2 separate regions of the Triticum aestivum genome follow, and region 1 is linked to region 2. Evidence: chromatin contacts called from public HiCAR-type data. All regions are on one chromosome and are shown on one strand. Each heading gives the region's core, a stretch centred on a gene start, on an enhancer-like site or on the middle of the called end of the contact. The rest is flanking DNA. Distances are from core to core; before and after follow the strand shown.

What was found. HiCAR-type assays count read pairs that join an accessible place to other places.
Region 1: a HiCAR-type map of leaf shows a contact between it and region 2, with 4 times the contacts expected there. The contact joins the promoter of LOC123058851 here to the promoter of LOC123062747 in region 2. A contact is called at or near these places in 2 of 5 Hi-C or Micro-C datasets (leaf and an unstated tissue) and 1 of 1 datasets of contacts at active chromatin or transcription factors (leaf).

What each region holds. Positions count from the first base shown.
Region 1 is chr3A:632,572,820-632,579,734 of IWGSC CS RefSeq v2.1, reverse strand. LOC123058851 (protein NRT1/ PTR FAMILY 5.10) reads right to left here and starts at 3,548. Exons shown (of 4, transcript XM_044481531.1): 1 at 3,379-3,548; 2 at 3,073-3,290; 3 at 2,051-2,544; 4 at 1,197-1,967. The coding sequence starts at 3,460. The coding sequence ends at 1,208. It overlaps LOC123057051 (protein NRT1/ PTR FAMILY 5.10), which reads right to left. Exons shown (of 7, transcript XM_044480221.1): 5 at 5,506-5,754; 6 at 4,590-5,077; 7 at 3,666-4,508. The coding sequence ends at 3,734.
Region 2 is chr3A:632,311,058-632,317,544 of IWGSC CS RefSeq v2.1, reverse strand. It overlaps LOC123062747, which reads left to right and starts at 4,838. Exons shown (of 2, transcript XM_044486396.1): 1 at 4,838-5,069; 2 at 6,302-6,487. The coding sequence starts at 6,325.

The DNA.
Region 1 (6,915 bases), core at 2,299-4,798, 260 kb before region 2:
CCAATTCGTCCGTGCGTGCTGTTTGGGTTGAAACGGGCAGAAAAGACGACCCAACGCGATGATTTAAATGAACACGCGTCTGTTTTTATCTGACTTATTTGTAAAATTGTTCATGTATTATTTTAAAAGTATTCATATATTTCAATTTTTTTTGAATTATGAAAATGTTTGAAAATTTTAAATATATATTACAATTCAAAATATTATTTAATTATACAATCATTTCAATAATTATATGCACATTTGCATATTTCAATATTATTATATTTACAAATATTCATAATTTAAGATTTAAACTATCGACATGAATATTCAATCTTGTCTAATATTTAAATTATATTTTTTCAATATAAGGTATGTGTACAAATTATACCCAGATGAATATTCATAAATATTTTTAATATAAGGCATGTGTACTTTTTCTATTAAAGAAAAAATGGTTAAAATATGCAAGCATACAAGGATGAAATGTATATGTGTGTGCAATTCAAGATGAAATACCTTGAAATGTGACATGTACAAAAAAAATCATGGACTTCGAGGACGTAAAGTATCATGTGTTGAAAAGCCCCTGGGTTTTTTTTTCCACAGCCCTCATTACAATGTATTTGTTCCGAAATTTTACACACATGTGCATTCTGCCTCCATATATATCGACATTTTTTTCTGAATTTTTTAAAACGTAATTTTTTTTTTTGATGAATTTTGCAAATGGAGGTCTCCATGGAGCTCGACCTCCAAAAGCTATCTATATAAGTCATTCCAACAGAAGGGTGAAGTATACCTTTTGTGTTAGCCATCGGTAAAAAATGCCACATCCATAGGGGTTTTTGTGAGGAAGAAGAAAATCCAACGAGTTTGTCCAAAAACTGAGGCCACACAATCCTTCTCCCGGTCCTGTGGCTGACAGCCGGCCTCATGGGCCTGGTCAGTGCAGATTTTTTGTATACAAACACGGTAAGCAAAGTATTTGCATGTCCAGCCAAGTTTTACCACTGCGATGTATACCGGAACTTTTAACACCAAAGTAACCATTTCTCCCATTATGTATACCGCAACTTTTAACACCAAAATAACCATTTGCCCTATTAGTGTAATTTAGTTTTTTTAAAAAAAACTAATAGGTGCCTAACGAAGGGTAAATGATATTAGGCGTCGGTTGGAAAATGCCAAATACTCGTGAAACTGATGGAGGATGTACGAATCATTACTCAGGTTTGTCTCGGTAGGCATATTGTTTTGCAAAGTACAAGAACACGACCACCTCTAAAGTGCCGAGGCCGGCCAGGATCCAATAGAAGTAATCGAGGTGCGCACGGTTGAGGTTGTCGGAGAACCAGCTCTCTCCCCCGCCCCTCGTCGTGGCCCAGTCGATCGCCCACACGAGCATGCCGCTAGCGTAGCTCCCCATGCCGAAGATGCTCAGGGACAGTGCCAGCCCCACGCTGCGGAGCGCGTCCGGCACCTGGTCGTAGAAGAACTCCTCCAGTCCGATGTAGCTGAACACCTCCGCGAGGCCGATAAGGACGTACTGCGGTACCAGCCAGCATAGGCTCATCGGCACCGCCACGTCCGGCAGGTCGAGCAGGCCCGCGTCCTTGGCCACACGGAGGCGCTTGGCTTCCACGAGCGCTGCGACGACCATGGTGATGCAGGCCGTGACCATCCCGGCGCCGATGCGCTGGAGCATGGTGATTCCACCGGGGTGCCCGGTGAGGCGCCTCACGAACGGTACAATTGCACGGTCGTAGACAGGGACCATGGCGATGAATGTGAAGCTGATGCAGCGCCGCAGCGCCGCGGGCGGCACGACGAGGCCCGTGGCCCCGCCTAGACGCCGGTCCATCGTGCTGCCCTGCTTGGTGAATAGGGTGGTGATCTGCGAGATGCACGCGGCAAACACTAAGCTTGACAGCCAGATAGGAAGCAGCTTAACGAGGAACCCGTCCTGATTTGTCTCCAAAAGCCTGCACAAGTAGACACAGCCGTCAGTGCTCACTGTGATGCCATCTGCCAGTCAACAGGTCAATTTGCACTCGCACGCGCTCACCGTTGGGTGTCAATGGTGGCATCACGTCGAGAAAAGACGAACTTCTCGGCGAGCCGCCCGAAGGAACTGCCGTCCACGGGCCGCTCTACCCGGTACGTCCGCTTGCCAAGCAAGAAGACAACGAGGTACACCACCATGATGGCCCAGCACGCGGCGAACCCTACCGTCCAGCCGACGTTCTCTTCGACATAGGTGACCGCGGTCGCCGCGATGGCGTAGCCCCACGAGATGGAGAAGTGGAACCAGTTGAAGTAGGAGCTCCGGGACGCGCCCGCACGGGAATCGAACTGGTCCGCGCCCATGGCTTCTGAGCACGGCTTGTGGAAGCCCTGCGCGAGGGCCAGCAGGTAGAGCGCGGTGTAGAAGAAGCCGAGCTGAGCAGGTGATGATGATGTCGAAGGCGGCGGCGAGCAGGTGGTGGCTGTGCCATGGCAGTCGGCCGGACGAAGTTGTCGCGTTTGCAGCATGGATGAGACGGTCAGCATTCCCAGGCTCTGCTCATCATCAGACACCAACATTAGTAACGCGATGTCAAATATGGACGCGAAAACGTTACAAGCGAGTGTACAAACTGCAACAACTTCAAAGCAAAACATCTCTAGCCGGTCCTTTAAAAACTTTTAACTTGTCAAAAATTTCTATTTTGAGGAGTTAACCATGTCTAGCAGAACCCTCAAACGGACTTGGGTGATTCACAGATGGGGCCATCTCGACATCGCCCTACGTGCGTGCTGCTGCGTGTGTGCTGCTGTTGCTGCTGCGTGTGCGCGCGAATTGCGTGTTGCTAGAACTTAAACTGCACGGCTTGATTACTTTCCTCGTCTCATTTCTTCTCTCAGCGGGCATTGCTTGACTACTACTAGCACTATTTTATTGGTCTCAGCGTGACTAGCTGCCTCATCACATGGATGGCTCCGTCCCCTTCCCATCGCAAGAGGTCTGGATGGCAATGGAATCAAGGCACGTCGTGGGTATGAATATGATGCTTGGAACAGAGGAGGGAGCGGAGTTCTACTACTGACCAGCAGGTAGAGCGCGCCGGCGAGCAAGACCGCCCGGTAGCGCCCCAGGCGCGAGTCGGCGGCGAGCGCGCCGACGAGCGGCAGCACCAGCACGGTCCCGGACCAGGCGTTCGCGGCGGCGGCGCCGGCCGCGGTAGACATGCCCAGCGGGCCGGTGAGGTACGTGATCAGGTTGCCCTCCACGCCGTTGAACCCGATGCGCTCCAAGAAGCCGACGACTGCACGCACGGAGCAGACATGGCAGTTCAGACTTCACGTATATATCATCCATGGCAAGTCAACGCGGGGAATGATCGGCGAGATTACCGACGATGAAGCGCGCGGCGCGCCAGCCGCCGCGGCCGTCGCGACGTGGGACTGAACGTGAGAGTGGCCCGCCTGACTCCATCCTTCGTGCCTTGGCTACCGGCCGGAGGTGGTGCCGGTGCGTGATCTACTCAGTTTGTTCCGTCTGCGGGGCGTCCTGCCTAGATATTACAGCGGCCCATCGTAGTACTACTATTTATTAGCACCATGTGGCTCGCGTGATTAAGATGGGGCCTGTCTAAATCAAACCAGTAACTATTTTTGTATTATTAGAATGAAGTACAGATCAAGAAATGTTCCGCCAAGTGAAGCATGAGATGCAGACCGATTGTTTCTTCCGGGATGAGACGCATTTCTACGTTACAAGCTCGCGTTTGTCAGTGTAGTCGTATCTCCTGGAGAAATACAAAAAAACGAGCACCTCCAGAGCGGCGACCCCGGCCAGAACCCAGTAGAAATAGTCGAGGTGCGCGCGGTTGAGGTTGTCCGAGAACCAGCTCTCCCCGGTGCGCCTCGTCGCCCAGTCGATCGCCGAGACGAGCATGCCGCTGGCGTAGTTCCCCACGCCCATGATGCTCATGCAGAGCGCGAGCCCCACGCTCCGGAGCGCGTCGGGCACCTGGTCGTAGAAGAACTCCTCCAGGCCCACCATGGTGAACACGTTGGCGAGGCCCAGCAGCACGTACTGCGGCACCATCCACCACAGGCTCATCGGCACCGCCATCCCCGGACTGTCGACCAGGCCGGCGTCCCTCGCCGCGCGGAGGCGCGCGGCTTCCACGAGCGCTGCCACGGCCATGGCGACGGACGCGATGGCCATGCCGGCGCCGATGCGCTGGAGCATGGTGATCCCGGAGGGGTGCTTGGTGACGCGCCGAGCGAGGGGCACGAAGGCGCGGTCGTAGATGGGGACGGAGGCGATGATGGCGAGGCCGACGAAGCTCTGCAGCGCCGCCGGGGGCACGACTAGGCCTGTGGCCGCGCCGATGCGCCGGTCCATGGTGCTGCCCTGCTTGGTGAACAGAGTGGACACCTGCACGACCACCATTGCGTACACGACGCTGGTCATCCATATCGGAAGCAGCTTCACCATGACCCCCTTGCCTTCCTGCTCTTTTGGCCTCAGTAAACTGCACCGGCATAAACGTAGGTTAATTACGGTAATGGCACCTGCAGCGTGGCATCATATAATAAATGGACATCGAACTTACCATTCACCGTCCATGGCGCCGTCGCTGCGGCGAAAGACCATGTCCGTCCATGTACGCGCCGTGGCAGCCAACGTTTTCGTGAGCCGCGCGAGAGCACGGCGGTCGCGCGGCTGCTCCGTGACACGGTACGTGCCCGTGCCGAGCAAGAACATGGACAGGGACACGAGCATCATGGCCCAGCACACGCCGAACCCGGCGGCCCAGCCGACGTTGTCCTGCACGTAGCTCAGCGCGACGACGGCGACGATGAAGCCCCACGACATGGAGAAGTGGAGCCAGTTGAAGAAAGAGCTCCGGGACGCGATGCTGTCCGGGGAGCTCCGGGGGAACTGGTCCGCGCCTAGGGCCTGCGCGTTGGGCTTGTGGAAGCCCTGCGCCAGCGCCACCACGTAGATCGTGGCGTAGAAGAACGCCGCGCGGGGAGGGGATGCCGCTGGTTGAGGTTGACGTGGTGGCACCATGGATGAGACCGTCAGCATCCCAAAGCTCTGTCCATAACGTAGTTTATACTGTTTTGAGCTGCTGGTATGTACAATTATTCACTGAACTGTGCTGAACTGAATAACTAGGTTCAGACAATGTCGATTTCAGGACAAGCGTATGCTTTTGTCATTTTAGGCCTAAAATGTTAGGAACAGATCCAATCTCGTCATATAAAGATGCCACCATGATCCTAAATTCCTTGTGTAAAGAATTAAAGATCCAATTCGACAACACAAATGATTAACATCACAGTCGCGCATAAAAGCGACGTAGCAGTGATGTCACACGCACTGAAAATTAAGAAAACGATGGTAAACCTACCGTTTCAACCTATAATATTTCAGAAATGAAACAGACGGCAAATGGACGATCGTGGAGGGAGCTAAAAAACAGACAAAACGTCAAAAAACTGAGAGCGGGTTCACCAACCAACCACGAGGTAGAGGACGCCGGCGGCCACGATGGCCCGGTACCGGCCGATCCAGGAGTCGGCGGCGAGCGCGCCGAGCAGCGGCAGCATCGACGCGGTGCCGGCCCAGGCGTTCACGCCGGCCGCGGCCGACGCGGTGGACAGACCCAGCGGGCCGGTGAGGTACGTGATCAGGTTGCCCTGCACGCCGTAGAAGCCGACGCGCTCCACGAACTCCACCACTGCAGGGCCATGGCGCGGGGGAACAGCTAGCTGTGGTCATTGTTGGAGTTTGACTGCTTGAGAGTTGAATATAATTCAGACGGAGGAGTACCTATCAGGAAGAGTGCGGCTGGCCATCCGCCGCGGCCGCCGGATTTGCCGTTGGTTGACGGCTCACCCGGAGGCAGGAGCGCGCCGGAGTCCATTCCTTCCCCGTCTGAGAGGGAATTTTGCGAAGTGCTACGTTCGGCAGGCCTTAAACACACTCCTGCCGGCCAATGGAAACGTTAACAGAGCTGCTGCTTGCATCATGTATTAGCATTATTAGTTTTTCTTTCTTTTGGGATATAAGTGTACTCACTAGTAGGCCTTCAGTACTCACCAGTACTACCAGTTAGACTTTTACTTTCCTAAAACCAAAGAATCTATCCTTTATTTTTAATTTCGCAGAATAATGGACGAGGTTCTTTTGTCCGAGACAATTTTCTAATGGACGAGGTTTTTTTTTAGAAACATCTGTAACTTTATTCATACTCATAACAATTACAAATACATTAATTTGGACCTAACATCCAAAAAAATACAAAGTAACTCTTATGACTAAGAATTACAATAAAATCTCTTGAAAACACCTTCGTGGTATCAATCTCTTCTCGAAGAAATACTCCAAAGACTTCAGTAACAAAGCTGTAATTGGATTGGAGCAACGATGATGTCACTTTTTCACTCGCACGAACATTACTAATAATGGTTTTTAAAAGCGCCATGAGTCGTCCATCCAAAAAGACGGGAAGCCTTTATCGATGAACGTACTTGGACGGGGGATGACCCCCTACAAGTGCAGACCGTCGAATCACTACATCTTCACCATGGTGTCGATGCAAGATTTCATCTCCACGAAGAACCAGACCAACAAAAAAAGTTTGACACAACAATATAAACTCATCAAATCCGGCTAATCAGATATGCGAGGACATAAAACTCTTTAACCTCATGACACTGCCAAAAGGATGATAGCAAATTTACTCTCGCAAAACTATAATGATCACTAGACGTTGGCAAAGAACATAAAGATCCTGAAGATCTGAGGTCCCCCCCCCCCCACCTCTCAGCGTCAAGATGACAACCGTAAGCGAGGAGACCTAAATTTCTCAGATGATGGCGACGACAACGGCATGAGAAAACCCTAGCAGATGAACTGACGGTCGGAGG
Region 2 (6,487 bases), core at 3,589-6,088:
GGTATCTACTAAATCTGAAAAGGATGGTGTCCAGACTCCATTTGTCTGTACAAGTTGACAGTGAAACCGATGCATCGTCGTCGTTGGAGCCTTTCTCAAAGTACTATCCAACATTCCAACCAGGTCGCTGTTCATCGTTCGAGAAATTGACGGGCGAAACCACATCCTGCAAGCTGTGGAAAGTACCCAGGTTGAGAAAATTCACTGCCTCCCATTTTCAGTTCGTACTTTTTTGGGGACGCAGTTCAGTTCGTACCCAGGTACTGTACTCCTAGGTTCGAACTCTGATCGATCTCGAGATACACGGATGCGGCGAGCTGCCGCGGGCGCAGCAGATCCGGGGCGTGTGCCGGCTGCGCAGGAGCACACGCCCGGGCACGTTCCCCACGCGCTCGGCGCGTGCCCGTCGTGCGCGAAAGGGGGCGGGCGTCCTCCGTGCACGGGCCTCGTGCCACCTCGGACACCGGACAGGCTCTTTCCTCATCCGCCTTCCCCGAAACGGACAAGCACGTAGGAGTGCTTGCTTCAACAGTAGTAGCAGCGATTTGCAGCTTTCTGATCTGTTTTCTTTCCAAGTACAACGCCCAGGAACCAGCGATACGTTTTCCTCTCCCTGACGGCGCCAGGAGAGGCTGATCTTCCACCGCCGTTCTTCGGCGGCCCCCCTCCGCCGGTGACCTCGGTCGTCGGTGGCGAGGGGCTGCCGGATTCATGCGTATGGATTAATTTTACTCCCTCGTAGTTTAGGTTTTTAGATTGTTCATTGTCTTTGCTTCGGTGGCAACGATGACGACGCTGAATAAATATTCTTTAGATTCTTCCTTGACAAGGCCATCGATCCTATGGTTGGGAATGGATTTGAAAACCAGTCTGTTCAAGTAAGGATGGCGTGACGGCGGCGGCATCCTCGTGGTGGACCTGTGTCCTCGGGCTCTGCCGTTGCGACGACGTTTGCTCCACCGTCGGCGCGGAGCTTGGGAGGTAGTCCAGGAGCAGATGCAGATTGTGGTCTGCATCGACGACATCTGTAAGACAGAACATATGCTGGACTCGCGGTTCATGGATGGCATGTATGGTTTCCTCCTTCGGCGTCTTAGTCGTGGTGGGGTGCCAGATCTGGAGTTCGATGACGTGTCCAGGGTGTTACCCTGTCAGATTCGTTCAACGGCAAGGGCTTCATTTTTGGTGAGCCACCTTGGAGGTCTGCAAAGCTGCATAACCTAGTACAAATAATTATACACTAGAGTTGAACTAACTCTATAACCTAATACAAATAATTTGAACTAGCGTAAAAGCTGCATAACCTAGTTCAAGATTAGTGTAAAACTATTTGAACTAGCGTGTAGAGCTAGTTCAAATTTAATGTAAAATTATTTGTACTAGGTTACAGAGCTCGAACTATTTTACACTAAATTATTTGACGAATCACCACTAGTTCAAGCTCGGGTGAGGTGGTGATTCGTCATTCTTTTCTTCAATGACTGCTGTGATGATGCCGGAGGTAGGTGATGAGCGTTGGTGTCAAGCTCAGAGAAGTTCTACTATGTTTTCAGTTTTGTCTTGTCGGTCTTTACGTAACTTATACTTTGTTTTTTATGATATGAATGAGACATGTATCACTATAAAAAAAATCGATTTTCTTTCCTTTTTGAGCTGTTTGCTTGAATAAAAATACATTTTGTTCTTTTTTGTTGATGTATATATAATAAACATATAATAAAAGGCAGAAATGATGTGCCTGGCTGCATAGTTGATTGAGCACCGCTACACGGACGACATCAAGCCGCAAAAAAAAGTATTACACCACAACAGCAGACTGTTGAATTAACGTCGTGCGAGTGTCGTCCCGCCGAACGTCGTGCGTGAAGTATTTCCGTAGTTAATTACCTCACGGTCAGCAGTCTCTGTGATTCCAGGAAAAAGAGTAGCATGTCTCTCTGTCACGGAGCTACCATCATGGCTTCAGATTTGACTGCGACATGCATCATGTGAGTCACCAGTAAATTACAAATTACTACCACATTTTAGATTTTTAGATTTGCTTGCCCCCGCGTCGTCCCGTCGGCCAAAGGCTAGCCCATGAGTAAGCGGCCATGGGGCGGTGCACCCCTTCATCTCCCCCATGTTTCCTCCTTCTCCTGATCTCCTCCCTTGACCCGAATCATGTGTTATTGTCGGTGTAGCGTTCCTGTCGCTCCTTCAAGGTTCTGCCGCCTCAAGGTGAGTGCGCCCCTGCCTGGAGGGTCGCCACTGTACGGGGTCGAGGCGTAGCCCATGGGTGGAGGGTAACGAGTCCATTTTTTGCGTAAAAATACGTCTTTTTTTGGGTGTTAGGTTTTTCACGATTTAACCGCGTTCCCGTACCCTTCTATCTATTTTCGTCGGGATTTCATCAACGGAGGTATTTTGTGGCACAAGGAAAGAATCCCAAGGATATGGTGTCAAAATCATGTTAATTGGGACGATAAAAGACTGCCGTAAAAAGAAAGAACGAAAATAGAGAAGAAAAATGCAACAAAAGGGTTCGTAGCGATCGACGGTGTTTGGTATAATCACGCACACTCGTACTGCCGGTCGTACATATTGTCATTGTCACCCCTGTTCCAATACTTCTACCCACACGATCGTATCGAGGATCGGACGTCTACAGACTACAGCCATCAAAAACTACTCCAGAACAAAGAACCCTGGCCTCCGGAAGAAATCCAAAGGGGAGTCGATAGAAGGGCTTCACTGCGGCATCATCATCATTCGTCTACACCATCACCATCCAATCTCCATCTCTTTGTAATACAATAGCCCTCGTGGATCCTTAGATTTAGTAAGGGTTAAATATAGGTATCTGGGCTAATATGTAATGCATGAATATCGGCTGGGCCTTGAAGATCAAGGTTTGTAGCCTGAAGCAAATTTTCTCGTAGTTTTAAAAAAATATTCAACATGCATTCGAAAAATGTTTAACATAGATCTAACAAGTAGTATGTGAATAAATTATGCATCATGTATTTGTAAAATGTTCAATGTGTATAAAAAACCATATGTATGACAAAAATGTAAAAAAGTGTATTAAAAATATATACATGAGTTGAAAGAAGAAAAAGAAAAGGTCAAAGGAAGAAACCCAGTGAAGGAACACAAGAAAATCGGAAAACAAAAAAAATGAAAAACAAAAAAAATAGAAAAGCTGGTAAGAAAAACACACACAGAGAAGAAACCAAGCCGAAGTGTAACTGGGGGCGGTCCACTCCCTTGCGTCGTGAGGCGAGACTGAGTTACAACTCGCAACGTGTGAGAAAATAAGGGTAGTGCTATGGGCATGTTTGGTTTCGTGCCGGAAGCCATGTATTTGGATGGACGCCAACTATTTGGTTCGCGTCTAGTCTGCAGTTCATTTTCACGCCAATACTTGGCTGAGACGTGAGCGAGCAAAACGTTCGCCAAGTTTTTGGCGTGCCCACGAGTTGGCAGGCTGGCATGGGCATAATCCAAACAACCCCTATGTCTCTCTTGCCACGAGTTGAAAGAAAGCACTCTCTTCAAGCGCACAATACATGGGCTCCGCCCACCCAACAAATATCACAGCTCGGTCCCTCGCGGCTCGCCCTCGATTGCATAGGTAAATCGTGGCTTTTGTCGTTCTTCTTTTTTGTCCATCTTTTAGAAAATATTCTGAATGCACGGATTTCAGAAAATTATATTTACTTAAAGACATTTCAAACTGCAAATTTGAAAATGTTAACATAATAATAATAAAACTGTTAGCGCGATTGTAAAAAATGTGATACGCTTCAAAAAATGTTTTTGACAATAAAAAATGTTCCTGCTATTTTTAAAAATGCTTACAAAATGCAAAAAATGTTTGCATAGTATACAAAAAAAATGTATAATGTGTATGAATAAAATGTTAAGCATGTATAGAAAATTTAAACGTGTACAAAAATGTTTAATATCTATGCACAATGCCTCATATGTATAAAAATGTAGACATCATATATGAAACAATGTTAATCACATATTTGTAAAATGTTAAGCATGTGTAAGGAAACAATTCTTATGTATACAAAAAATGTAGAATTTGTATGGGAAAAATAGACATCAAAACATATATTTGCCAAAATGTAAACTATGTATTCAAACAAGTCTTCAAAATATATACTTTTAAAATATACATCTTATTTTCAAAAAAAGTGCAACATGTATCAACAAAAAATTTCATGTATACACTAATAGTTTACACTGTGTATTGAAAAAATGGACATGTGTTGAACGAAAAAGTGACCAATAAAAATAGATAAATAAACAAAGAGAAATGGAGAAACCTTTAAAAAAGAATGAAAACAATGAAAACTGAGAAAGTAATAAAAACAAAGAAAACCAAAAAATGAAATAAAACCTGAAGATAAATGAAGCAAAAAAAAACCCAGCACAACCAAGAAAGAAACAGAGGAACCGAAGAAATCGTACGGAAAAACTCAGTGAAACTGAGAAAGAAATAAAAAACCCGGTTAAGAAGTAAGTCTGAAAAATAAATAAACCATGAAGAAACAAAGAGAACCGAAAGAAAAACGGACCAACTCAATGAACAGCAGTGCGGTCAGAAGCCAGCGAACAAAAAAAGAACACCAATGCGGGCCGGCTAAGCAATGACGGGAGAGACGAGCTTCCATCTCGCGTTGAGCGAGATACAGCTCTGACTAGAAAATTAGCTCTGGCGACGCTGTTTGCCTTTGACCCGACAACACGCTACCAACCAGCCAAGGCCCATTAACAGCCCACATGTGGCTGTTCCCCGATTTTGCGGTGGGACAAATTATAATGGCTGCTCCCAACCGGACCTGTTTCTTTTTGTTGGCAAATTTCCTCCGAGCCTGTCTCGTCTCCTCTCTTCCCCTTCCTACCCCGAGGGTCCTGACCTACATCTCTAACGCCGGCCGTACCTCCGCCTCACCGCCGACGCCCTCGATTGTCCCCCCTCCCAACCCCCGCCGCCGTCTCCGTTCCCGTTCCTCCTCGTCGCGTCCCTGCTGTCTCCGCCCCGTCCGCGATTTTGAGCATTGGGGGGTTTTCAGGTATGATCTTGTTTTTGCCCAGTGATTCGTTGAAACCCCACCCGACTTCCACAATCTATGGGTGCGTCGCTCGCACCCGCGCACCATCTAGACCCGCCTCTAGTTGGGTCTCTCAAAATTTTGATTGCGAATTTTTCCAAGAGTCGTGACGGTAGTTTTCTAGTGTCGTGGGGAACAACGGGGCATTGCATGCTATCTTGCCTGTTTTGATAAAAAAAAAACTGGCGTCGAACCGTCATGTTCATCTTCGCTGGAATAATTTATGCTTGTACCAAATAACTCTGATGCCCAGTCACTCAAATAGTATGTGCTCCCTCCATCATTTATATAGGGCCCAATTTGCAAATCTCCGGTGCCAAGGCACTCTAGGAAAGCTGGAGAAAATTTAGGGATTCGTCCGTTGTCAAAGTGTCCGTTAATCGCTGGTTGAATTTGCAAATCTCCGAGACCGATGCACTCTAGGAAAGCTGGAGAAAATTTAGGGATTTGTCAGTTATCAAAACATCCACTAATTGCGCTAATCCCTTCATGGAGTTTTCTTGCTTGTGCTAACCACAAGGTAGATGACCAGTTCTCTTAAGGATATGCTTAAAATTTTGTCATTACCTTTTTCTTTATCAATCTGCCAAGATCTGTTGTTTATGTGGTTTATTTTCTGTGTTGCTTTCTGGATTGCATGATGTTGCGTCAATTAACTCAAAACTGTTGAACTTGCATATCAATTACGTATTAATTAATAGTCACATATTGCCGTTTTCCAATGGTTGAGCTAATGTAATCTGGAACTGATGCTGATAATTATGATAAAACATTCTCAGGAAGTAATTTGAATTGCCTGATGTGCTTTCCTTTTTTGCTTACTCAAACAGCAGTCTTTGCTAAAGAAAATGCTTGGGCTTGCCATTTTTGTTTGGATATGTTTGTTTCAGAATCCATCCCGGAGTTGTTCTTAATAGTTCAGCTGATAGGGAGAGTTCGAACAGCGAGGCAAAATATATTAGTCATGAAATGAGGGGATTATTATCAAATTATTCACTGGACTCTAGATAATTCAACAAGTTAATGAGTTATGTGACTAAAAAGGGAGATCTCAGTCCTCATTGACCTCATAAGAGCTTCACCTGTGGCTCTTTGTTTTGCCTGTCATCGGATACTACAACGCAAGCCTTGGGTTGATAGAATTTTGCAATTATGCTGAAATATTGTTCTGATACTTGGCTCTTCTGTTGCAGTAATTTCAGCTCTACCATCAATCATGAGTCTAGCGTGTCTCGTATGCCATGGCATGAGCAGCCCTTCACAGTCTTTCAGAAGTTATTCAGTCTCAAGCTCAGAGGAGGAAAACAGGTGTGGAGCTGCTGTTGCCTGCCTATCGCGGAAAATTTTGGCCGCAGGACCTGCTAACTGTGTGGGAACCT